2 separate regions of the Capra hircus genome follow, and region 2 is linked to region 1. The links are chromatin contacts, called in public Hi-C maps. All regions are on one chromosome and are shown on one strand. The core of a region is the stretch at or near the end of the contact, and the rest is flanking DNA. Distances in the headings are between cores, read along the strand shown. Region 1 overlaps RNF144B (E3 ubiquitin-protein ligase RNF144B). Region 2 has its middle 180 kb from the start of RNF144B.

Region 1 (4,922 bases), core at 1,351-3,850:
TGAATTATCTATATACATGATGAATAATATTACCATAATTGAATAAGAAATTTTAACAAAAATGAAATGTCTAAAGAAGTTACAGTTTGGGGAAACTACTAAATCACTGATGTGATATTGATTCTTTTTTTTCTTTCTTTAATTTAAAACAACTTTTAAAATAAATGTTAATTTTAAAGATGTCACTCAAATTCAAGAAAACACGTCATGTGTAGGCTAAAATACAGACATGGTGATTGAGCTGAACTGAAAAGACGGTGTTTTATCCGGAAGAAACTCAAGAACTTGACGATGCTGTTCCACAGGATGAGTTAAAGAGCATTCAGGAATTCCTGGTTGATTAGTATTGGGGTGCTTTATCAGGCAGGAGGCAGGGAGGTTCCCTCCGATATATAACATCAGTACCAGTGAATGTCTTGTCAAATTACCTTATCCAGGAGTACCTTTAACCCAGGAAACAACTGCTTAAGGCAAAGCCCTCCTTTCAGCATTGACGAAATCACAAAGCAAATGCAGAAGTTACATGGGGAAGCGAGAAAATATTTTGCAGGACTGGAGTGACAGTGGAGGTTTTGTGGCCAGGGGCATCCCTACTTCCAAAGTCCCAATTCTCTAAGTAGCAAAAGGAAGAGAAACTCCTGCAGCTGAAATGACTCAAGAAGGAACTTGAGAGAATTTAACATCTCTGCGTGCTTCCTCCCACTGAAGGTTTTTCTGATGAACACAGTATGAAAACACAACAACCTAAATGGACTCAATGGACTGAACCCAAAGAAAATGTCTTCCTAAGCTCAGAGGGCATCCAAATACTATCAAAACTGTCAAATGCTTGTCTGAATTAAAGATGAGAAAGAAATGGGGGAGGGGAGAAAGTCCATAAGAAACAAAGACCCACTGAAATGCTAAGGCCAAAGATGGAGAATTTGGCTCTGCCAGTTCTTTCTCCGAGTTAATCAAGACTCACCCCCGGCTTTCCAGTCCTGGTGCTTGCTATTACTTACAGTGCATGGTGGTCCACTTAATTTCTCCCCATCAACAGAAACAATCCCTAAACAGCTAGGATCCACATTCTAGGATCTTTGAATGTGGCACAATTTTCTTGCTTTTTAAGGAAATTATCTCAAATTGTGGTTGGAGGAAAAAAACTGGCTAAGCAGTCTTTTAAAAGTTCAGAACAGTCTAAATTATGGGTTTGGACACACAAGAAGAAGAAAGTTTTGTTTTAATCTGATTTTAAACTGAATTAGTCAAGGCTGCTACAAACATGAACTATGTAATTAGAGTAATCTACTCAGTTAATACATCTACAATAAAGGAATATACATTCAGAACAAAGGGCAGACACTCAAAAGCTTTTTTTCTGCTTTCTCCACTACTATTTTTTTTACTTTTGCAACAGGAAACACAAATACTATATTGCATATTTAGTACACAAAAACATACCTGATATTAAATAAACTTAAAATTCTATTTCTTACAAAATACACTTATCACTTCTTGTAAAACAAATGGATTCTTCCTGTGGGTGATGGGGAATTTTTTCAAAGTTTTACTAAATGCACTTATTTATTTTTAATGTAGGTCTCACAAAGGTAAATCAATCACACTAACAATACATGTAACAGGAGGAAATTAATGCTGCCATAATAATCATTTTTTAATGGTTTTAATTTTTACAATCAACTTTTAAATAATAATGTCTTGTCTATTAAACATTTTTAAAAGCCACACTTCATGGAATTATTATTCTCACTTAAAGTTTAGGACTGAAAAGAATCGCAAAGTTTACTGAAAAGCAGGGAAGGGAAACAAAAATCAAATTTACACTCAAAAAGTGAGCTTTTTTATTATGTCATACCAGCAGAAATGGGGCATAAGTGAGCAAGTTTTAGAAAAAAGCCATGATGCTTGTGAGTTTGAACTTGAACTTGGAAAGTCTCTCTGATGCTCAGCCTAACATCAAATTAACAGGAGCATCCCAGTTTCAAAATACAAAGAGAACATATACTCTTAAAACGACTTTTCTTTTCATTGAACTTGAAACATAAAAAGCTATGTCAAACACAAAAAGTACACAGTGAATATAACTTTAGGGAACAAATAACTAACTCGTTTAACAAGGAACCAGTTTTCAGAGTTGGTAAAAGAAAGCCGGATTAAGTGATGCATATTAATCACTTCAAGGGAGGTGATTAAAGTGAAAAGATTCCATTGGTCCATTAAATATTAAAATGCAGCATGATGAACACAGCTGCTTTAAAGCCTTGACGATAAATATTAACTTATTCCTCATACAAATTACATGTAAGATGAGGGTTTTATAATACTGGCAGCAAAGTTGCTGTTCCAACAATAAGCAGGCAATATTGTTCCTACGTGCTTACAAGAAAAGGTCCTAAGAAGGGAATTTTCAAGTGCGTATAAAATGTGGTCAGGAACTGGAAGTTGGGACATGGAAAAATTGAAAGGAGTGCAGGTCATTCACTTACCAGTAAGTGATATAAAAATAATCAACTCATTCTATGAAAACATAATGTGGAATTAGGTCAGCAACACAGACCCAGAAACCTCCTTCCTGTCCCCACCCCTCGCAAACTACAGCCAAGGCTGACTGCCTCTTCACCACCAGTCCAGTGTGAAACAGCTAAGAGAGCAGAGCAGTGAGGTGGAAAGAGCCCCGCCTGCTTCGACAGGGGCTGTGAGTATGGAAACCGACACGGAAGGTCCTTCAGAGACACTGCCAGGGAAGCTCAGAGCTCCAAGTGAACGTGTGAGGACGGCTGAGCAGAACAGAGACCACGTCCACAAAGAGCTTCTGTTTTGCGCTGCTTGACCCAGAGGCAGCCTCGGAAACTTCTTCCACGTCTCTATCCCCAGAGAATCTGCAAAGAAGGAAGGAAGGAGGCTGCAAAACCCAGCTCTCCTACGGCTTCCCTGGTGGTTCCGTGGTTAAGAACCTGCCAACAATGCAGGAGACATGGGTTCGATCCCTGGTCCGGAAGGCTCCCACAGGCCACAGAGCAACGGAGCCTGTGTGCCACAACTATTGATCCTGTGGCTCTAGAGCCCAGGAGCCGCAACTACTGAGCACACTTGCCACAACTACCGAAGCCCGAACGTTCTAGAGCTCTGCAACAAGAGAAGCCGCTGCCATGAGAAGCCCGCACAGCACAAGAGTGTCCCCTACTCATTGCAACTAGATAAAAGCTCACGCAGCAACGAAGACTCAACACAGCCAGAAATAAATACAAATTATTATTATTTTTTTAATCCAGTTCTCCCCACACCATTGTAAGACTCCAGGTGGGCTAGCCACCTGAGATGCTTTAAATGACAGTGAGCAAAAGGAGGTGTCCTGACTGGTGCTGGTGAAGACCACTGAGAGCACGGGCTGGCTCGTCCCACTGCCTCCTCATAACCCCAGCTCCCTCTTCTCTCCTTCTTTCTCCCCACATGCCTGGGGCCTTGCAGGTGTCTGAATAAGGCTGCTGTACCTGTACTCCAGAACTTACCCCACCCTGGACTCCAACTGCGTAAGTCCTATCTGCTTAATTCTGTTGAGGGTACTAGAGAACCAGAAGGTGACATGAATTCACATTCAAGTGTGAATAAGTAACACGCGTTCTCCCTACCTCAACACTCACCCCCAACTCTTCCACTATGAAATCAAGTTAGTCTCCTAGTCCCTGTGTTTTGGAGACAAGGAACTGGGGGACAGGTGGGGTGACCAGTGATAAATCACACCCCTCCCAGGCCACTGGAAATGGCAAGGAAAAAGCCAAGCATCAAGGTAAGTTGCTGTTCTTATTTTATCTGAGTCAGGTCATCATCATCAATTCCTTGCTCAATGCTGACCTGGGACATTTTTTAATTCCCAGTGTTCGACACTTTTGCCCCACAAAAGTAGAGGAATGAATTTGCATTTTATAATTTTCTTGACAGTTTTTTCATCGCTTTTTACTATAGTGGCCAAAACACCAGCCAGCCATCTGGCACATGCTAATCCAAACAGAGTTCTGCACCTTGCTACAATCCTTGAGAAAGATATAATTTTCTTTTAACGGACTCATTGGAAAAGACCTTGATGCTGGGAAAGACTGAAGGCAGGAGGAGAAGGGGATGACAAAGGATGAGATGGTTGGATGGCATCACCGGCTCGATGGACATGAGTTTGAACAAGCTCCGAGAGTTGGTGATGGTCAGGGAGGCCTGGCGGGCTGCAGTCCATGGGGTCACAAAGAGTCAGACATGACTAAGCGACTGAACTAAACTGAACTGAGGATCCAAAACTAAGCAGAAGTGGGTACAGCTGAGGGACATGGAGAGAGTTCATGGCCATGTTCAAATCTCTGTCCACCCCCTAAGACTTTCCAATTATGTGAGCCCACAAATTCCCTTTTTTGCATCTGCTAATTTGAATGGAATCTCAGTCACCTGCAACTAAGAGAGACTTGACTGATAAGCTAAAAAATGATCTTGTTAAAAAGGACAGTGGAAATATTGATATCCATTGGATTCGTCTCTTCCCCCCAGTGTTATTTTTAAGGACAAGCAGTAAAATAAATTTTTGGATAAATGACTGAGGAAAGGTTTGTACTCCTTAAGCACACAAAGGTTCTCTAAGGAACAGCAAAAATGGGTTTAGGAAATACTATCCTGAACTCAAGCCAACGTGTCCATCAAAGACTTTAGGATGTGTTGAAAGAACTGAGAGCTCCATCTCTTGAAGGCACTTCTGCTTTCCCCAAGGTATATCTGCCCCTGGACCCCAGAGCAGACAGAACCAGGGTCGACGTTCCCTCCATCCACACCTGGGAAAGCCTGCTGTCCACCTGCAACTCGTGTCCTCCCTTGAAAGACGCTGGGCATCAGCATATTAGTAAGGTCATCCCCTCATAACCTGAACCCCTGGGGCTCCCATG
Region 2 (4,922 bases), core at 682-3,181, 140 kb before region 1:
TCTTTTCTGAAGCTCACCCTTAAGAGGCAAGAGTTGTATCTCAGAAAGCTCTGTCTCAGTGGAAACCATTCTAAAATTAAGGCCCAAGCCTGCTCTATCCCTCAACTAGCACCCCTGACTCTAATGCTAATTCCAGTTTTAGGGATGGGGCTTAAAAATGAATTTCTTACATTCTCTCTGTTTTATGCCTTAAATGTTCTTTCCTTTTCAGAGAAGGGGACGACCAAGGATGAGATGGCTGGATGGCATCACGGACTCGATGGACGTGAGTCTGAGTGAACTCCGGGAGATGGTGATGAACAGGGAGGCCTGGCGTGCTGCGTTTCATGGGGTCGCAAAGAGTCGGACACAACTGAGCGACTGAACTGAACTGAACTATCCTTTAAAATAGAAATTCAACGCTATCTCTAGAAAAGAACCAAGTAGATATTTGCCTCAAAGTTATAGCCCCCCCCCCAACACTTAAAATACCAGTAAGCGTGTGTTAGTCATTCAGTCGTGTCCGACTCTTTGCAACCCCATGGACTGTAGCCCACCAGGCTCCTCTGTCTGTGGAATTCTCCAGGCAAGAATACTGTAGGGGGTAGCCATTTCCTTCTCCTTCTCCAGGGGAATCTTCCCAACTGAGGGATCGAACCCAAGTCTCCTGCATTGCAGGCAGATTCTTTATGGTCTGATCCACCAGGCAAGCCCACTCAGGCTACTTGCCTCTGTACAAATAAGCGAAGAATCCCATAATTCACTAATTATCTGCGAATACCTCTAGCAAGCAGGGTGTACATCTTGCTCATCCAGACGCTGAAGTGAAATCGCTCAGTCGTGTCCAACTCTTTGCGACCCCATGGAGAGTAGCCTGCGCCAGGCTTCTCCGTCCATAGGATTTTCTAGGCAAGAGTACTGGAGTACTGGAGTGGGTTGCCATTTCTTTCTCCAGGGAATCTTACCGACCCAGGAATCGAACCCAGGTCTCCCGCACTGATAGACAGACGCTTTACCGTCTGCGCCACCAGGGGCATGCAGACGCTACTGTGGTGCTATCATATACTCACTGGTATCTACTACGTGGCCAGTGTTTGCTAGGCTGGTGGTATAGACATAACCAACTTGGTCCTTACCCTAAAGGGATACAGCATCTATTAAAAGGGTCTCTTTCTTGAGGTAAATTATTGTCCTTTCTCTGTAGCCCTTTTGATATGCAACGATCCCTGGGTAAAATGAATACTATAATGTGCCATGAATTTGTTCATCGGATCTTTCCTCCCAATCCCAAAGAAGTACCTCTGGAAGAAGGCAGGTTTTAAATAAAACAATTCTCTCAAACCTGTGGAAATAAACACAATGACCCCCAGAGCCCAGTTTAAGAGAAACTCAACTCTGGCACCTCAAAGACTCTCTTTGCGGCCGCCAGGGTCCTTTCATGACCGAGTCACGCCTCTGCCATTCCTCCAGGGAGACGCTAGGTGGCACCAGAAAACCGTACAAGCATCCTCGGCTTCCGGTGTCTCCTTTCTCATCAAAGCGTCTGGGCGTTTCACAGACAGTGCCTCAAATCTGCCCTCCTAGGTATCGTCTTCCTCAGAGAGGAGCTAAAGAAACAAAAATTCACTGATATTCTAACCAAAGAAGCACCTCAACACTCTGATTTAGCTGCGAGGGGCCAGCCATGTGGCTTCAAGGCATCTTCACGATTTTCCCAGCAACTCTCAAGAGTTCTCACTTCTTCAAGTCCTAATTACGTCCAGAATCTCATCTAGCTCCCGGAGAGGAATGGGTGAGAACCAGCCTCCATAATGGATTCGACAGGCTTCTGTGGACTGTGCCGGGTTATCTGTTAATTGCCACTTGCACGCATTTCCCCCTAAGATCAGAGCTGGTCCTGAGGCAAAGCAGGCTGTGGAGGGAGAAGCAGTTGCTCGGCAGAAGGCATGAGGAGCTCTGCCCGGGAATGCAGTGTTTCCATTGAGCTTGGCCAACACACTCAACAGCACACAGTGAGGGAACAGAAGTGTTATTCAGTTTCTAGACACCAGAGATTTGTTCTCCTCACTCTCTGGTTAAAGCATCACCCCTGAACTCAATTGCAGTCTCAGGCAGAAGCCTCCGCACACTCATTCCCTATCGTCTCAGCAAACTCCAAGTGAACCTCAGTCCTAAAACAAAACGGTGAAGCAAGTGAAGTCTCTAAAGTCTTCCTCCTCCTCCATACCCTGATTTAACTTCTCTTTCACAGATAATCTTATACCATCACTTTTACACAGTTTGTCCCTGTCAGTTTGGAAAATGAACAGAAAAAAAAAGGAGTAAATAGCTTAACATGTTACCCATTCCAGACACATCTTTATTTTATAATGACAGTGTTTCATCCAAAGGAATAAATCTCTAATGGTTGAATGTGAGGCATTGTGGAGAGATTTTGTTACCATCTCTTCATACCAGCAAAGTCATCTCTCATAGCTTTTAACAGAAGACCCAGCCAGCTTTTTCTCCTTCTGCCCTCCACCCTCCAACTTTTTCTCTCTGGTCTATGCAACAGATTATACTCTCTGCTTTCCTTTCCTTTATACCCCTTAGCAATCACACTTTTAACTTTAGAGGAGCTTTCTTTCAGACACTAAGCTAAATGTTGACATCTTCCTCCCTCCCTAAATACACATGCTCAACAGAAGTCAAGCTAATCACCAGGTAAGTACTAGAACTACAACTTTCTACACTAATTTATAATTTAAAAGCGTTCCCATCTGACAGTCAAAGGGAGAAAAATGAGATACAGTGAAATACCTGAGGACACAGTATTGCAGGAAAGGGAACCCCTTCCAGGGTCCGAAACTGGGCTCTTGTCTAACATTCGGAAATGAATTGTCTGAGGAAACACATCTGCTGACAAAGCAAGAGATTTTATTGGGAAAGGGCACCCAGGTGGAGAGTAGTAGGGGAAGGGAACCCAAAACAGCTGTCACACGGCTTGCAGTCTCTGGGTTTTACGGTGATGGGATTAGTTTCCGGGTTGTCTTTAGCCAGTCATTCTGATTCAGAGTCCTTCCTGGTGGTACACACCTCGTTCAGCCAAGATGGATGCCAGAGAGAAGGATTCTGGGAGGTGGTCAGACCTGTGGTGTCTCCTTTTGACATTTCCCGAACTCTTCCGGAGGCTCATTAGTTCCCTGTTCCTTACCAGAATCTCCTGTCATAAAACAGCTCATGCAAATGGTTACTATGGTGCCTGGCCACGGTGGGCGGTTCCAGTCAGTGTGCTTCCCCTAACAACAGGACTAACTGGTAGCAGGATTCAGAACCAAAAGCAAACTCCTGGCTCCCAGCAACCCAAGAATTGTTCTGAAAACTATGGAAGAAGAACCTGAAGACCAGAATGACAGTGCCATGGAAATGCCCTAAGGCCCCACACCTACACCTCCAGGCCCTCATTCTTCCCGTGGGAACCAAAGGCAAATCATATCTACAGCCAGTACTGGTGGCCTCACTATCACTGGGGGCTGGGGGAAGGAGACCAAAGGCAGAAGTACTATCTCTGCTCCCAATCCCCTTAACACACATCAGGACAAATCCCACCCTGAGCCCAACAGAACCCAGAGTACCATTTCCATATCCAGACTCAACTTTGGACCTTAGATACCTTGAAAGACCATGAGATGGGGGAAGAAAGAAGACTTCTAGAAAGCAACAGATTGGGGCAGTAAAACCAAGTTCTTGGTTCCAGAGTTCTTAGCCCTCGCTGAGGGCAGCTCACGTAAAAGGGCACCCCACGCTGTCGTAAAAGACATCCTCCTTTCACCGCCACATACTCTTTGGGTTTTCACCGACACACCCTACTATGATTTTACCATATGCCTGCCAACACCCTTTCCTCCCATTAGGCCATTCCTACTTGGGCTTCCTCTTTGGCCCCCAACAGAGCTGCCATGCTGGGTCCTGGGCCAGCCCGTTGGATCACCGCACAGCGAAGCCTTTGTAAGTGCTGGCACTCCGTCCCCGCTGGGGAGAGTCCAAGGCCTGGGGAGGGATCCTCTGCCCTAAAACAGGAATGAAACACCTGAACACCTTCCAGTCCTGAGTGTTTCCACGCGGAGGAGGAGTTTTTAAACGGGAGTAGGAATTGGAGAGAGTTATTAAGAAAAGCCAACCATTTCTGAGGGTACAGTTCTGTCAGTGGCCCCTCTTAAAACTCTTTTCCACATCCACGGGAAATGCATTCATCTGAGAGCTGCGAAATGCCCTCCCCCTTCCTCTCGTCTCTAGGGCAACTCACTCCCCAAATTCCCCTCCCCTACTATATCACACACCTAAAGATAACTTCCAAACAAGTTATCCAAAGGCAAAAAAAACAAGACCTGAATCTTATTCAGTTAAGAACATATCCAGGGACTTCCCTGGTGGTCCAGTGGCTAAAAGGCCACACTCCCAGTGCAGGAGATCTAAGTTTGATCACCACACGCTGCCACTAAAGTTTCCTTATGTGGCAGCTAAGACCCAGCACAGCCAAATAAATAATTTTTTTTTTTTTTAAAGAACAGACCAGAGCCCTGTCAGTGCAAAGTAGAGGCTGCGGTCACTGCTGCCCAGGGACAACTGTGCCCTAGTGATCTTTTTCCATGAGTCATAGTGCTGCCCTTGCATAGCTGTGCTTCCAAAGGCCCAGATAGATGCCTTTGAAATGTATATGTATATGTACATTTACATACATACCTGTGTATATGGGTATACATATATTTACATACCTGCATCTACAGATATACACATATTTACATACCTGTATATATAGGTATACATATACTTATGTATACTTCTGTGTATACATGCACAGAGACTCACGTAGAGTCCACCCTTGCAATCCTCCTGGAGTTTGGTGCCAGGACACACAGATACCAAACTTCGTAAATGCACGAGTCCCTTACAAACAGGTTCCT

The links. Hi-C and Micro-C count contacts between places; a contact is called where the count stands out from the background.
Region 2: a Hi-C map of liver shows a contact between it and region 1, with 5 times the contacts expected there. The contact joins two enhancer-like sites. A contact is called at or near these places in 4 of 5 Hi-C or Micro-C datasets (blood and liver).

Annotation. Positions count from the first base shown.
Region 1 is chr23:11,058,734-11,063,655 of ARS1.2, reverse strand. The region is part of intron 1 of RNF144B (E3 ubiquitin-protein ligase RNF144B); the gene reads right to left. Among named protein-coding and RNA genes, the nearest start is that of RNF144B, 39 kb to the right of the region's middle. Within about 2 kb of position 2,600, at least 1 of the 5 cell types and tissues checked has an H3K27ac peak or open chromatin away from gene starts, as enhancers often do.
Region 2 is chr23:11,196,225-11,201,146 of ARS1.2, reverse strand. No RefSeq gene overlaps it. Among named protein-coding and RNA genes, the nearest start is that of RNF144B, 180 kb to the right of the region's middle. Within about 2 kb of position 1,931, at least 2 of the 5 cell types and tissues checked have an H3K27ac peak or open chromatin away from gene starts, as enhancers often do.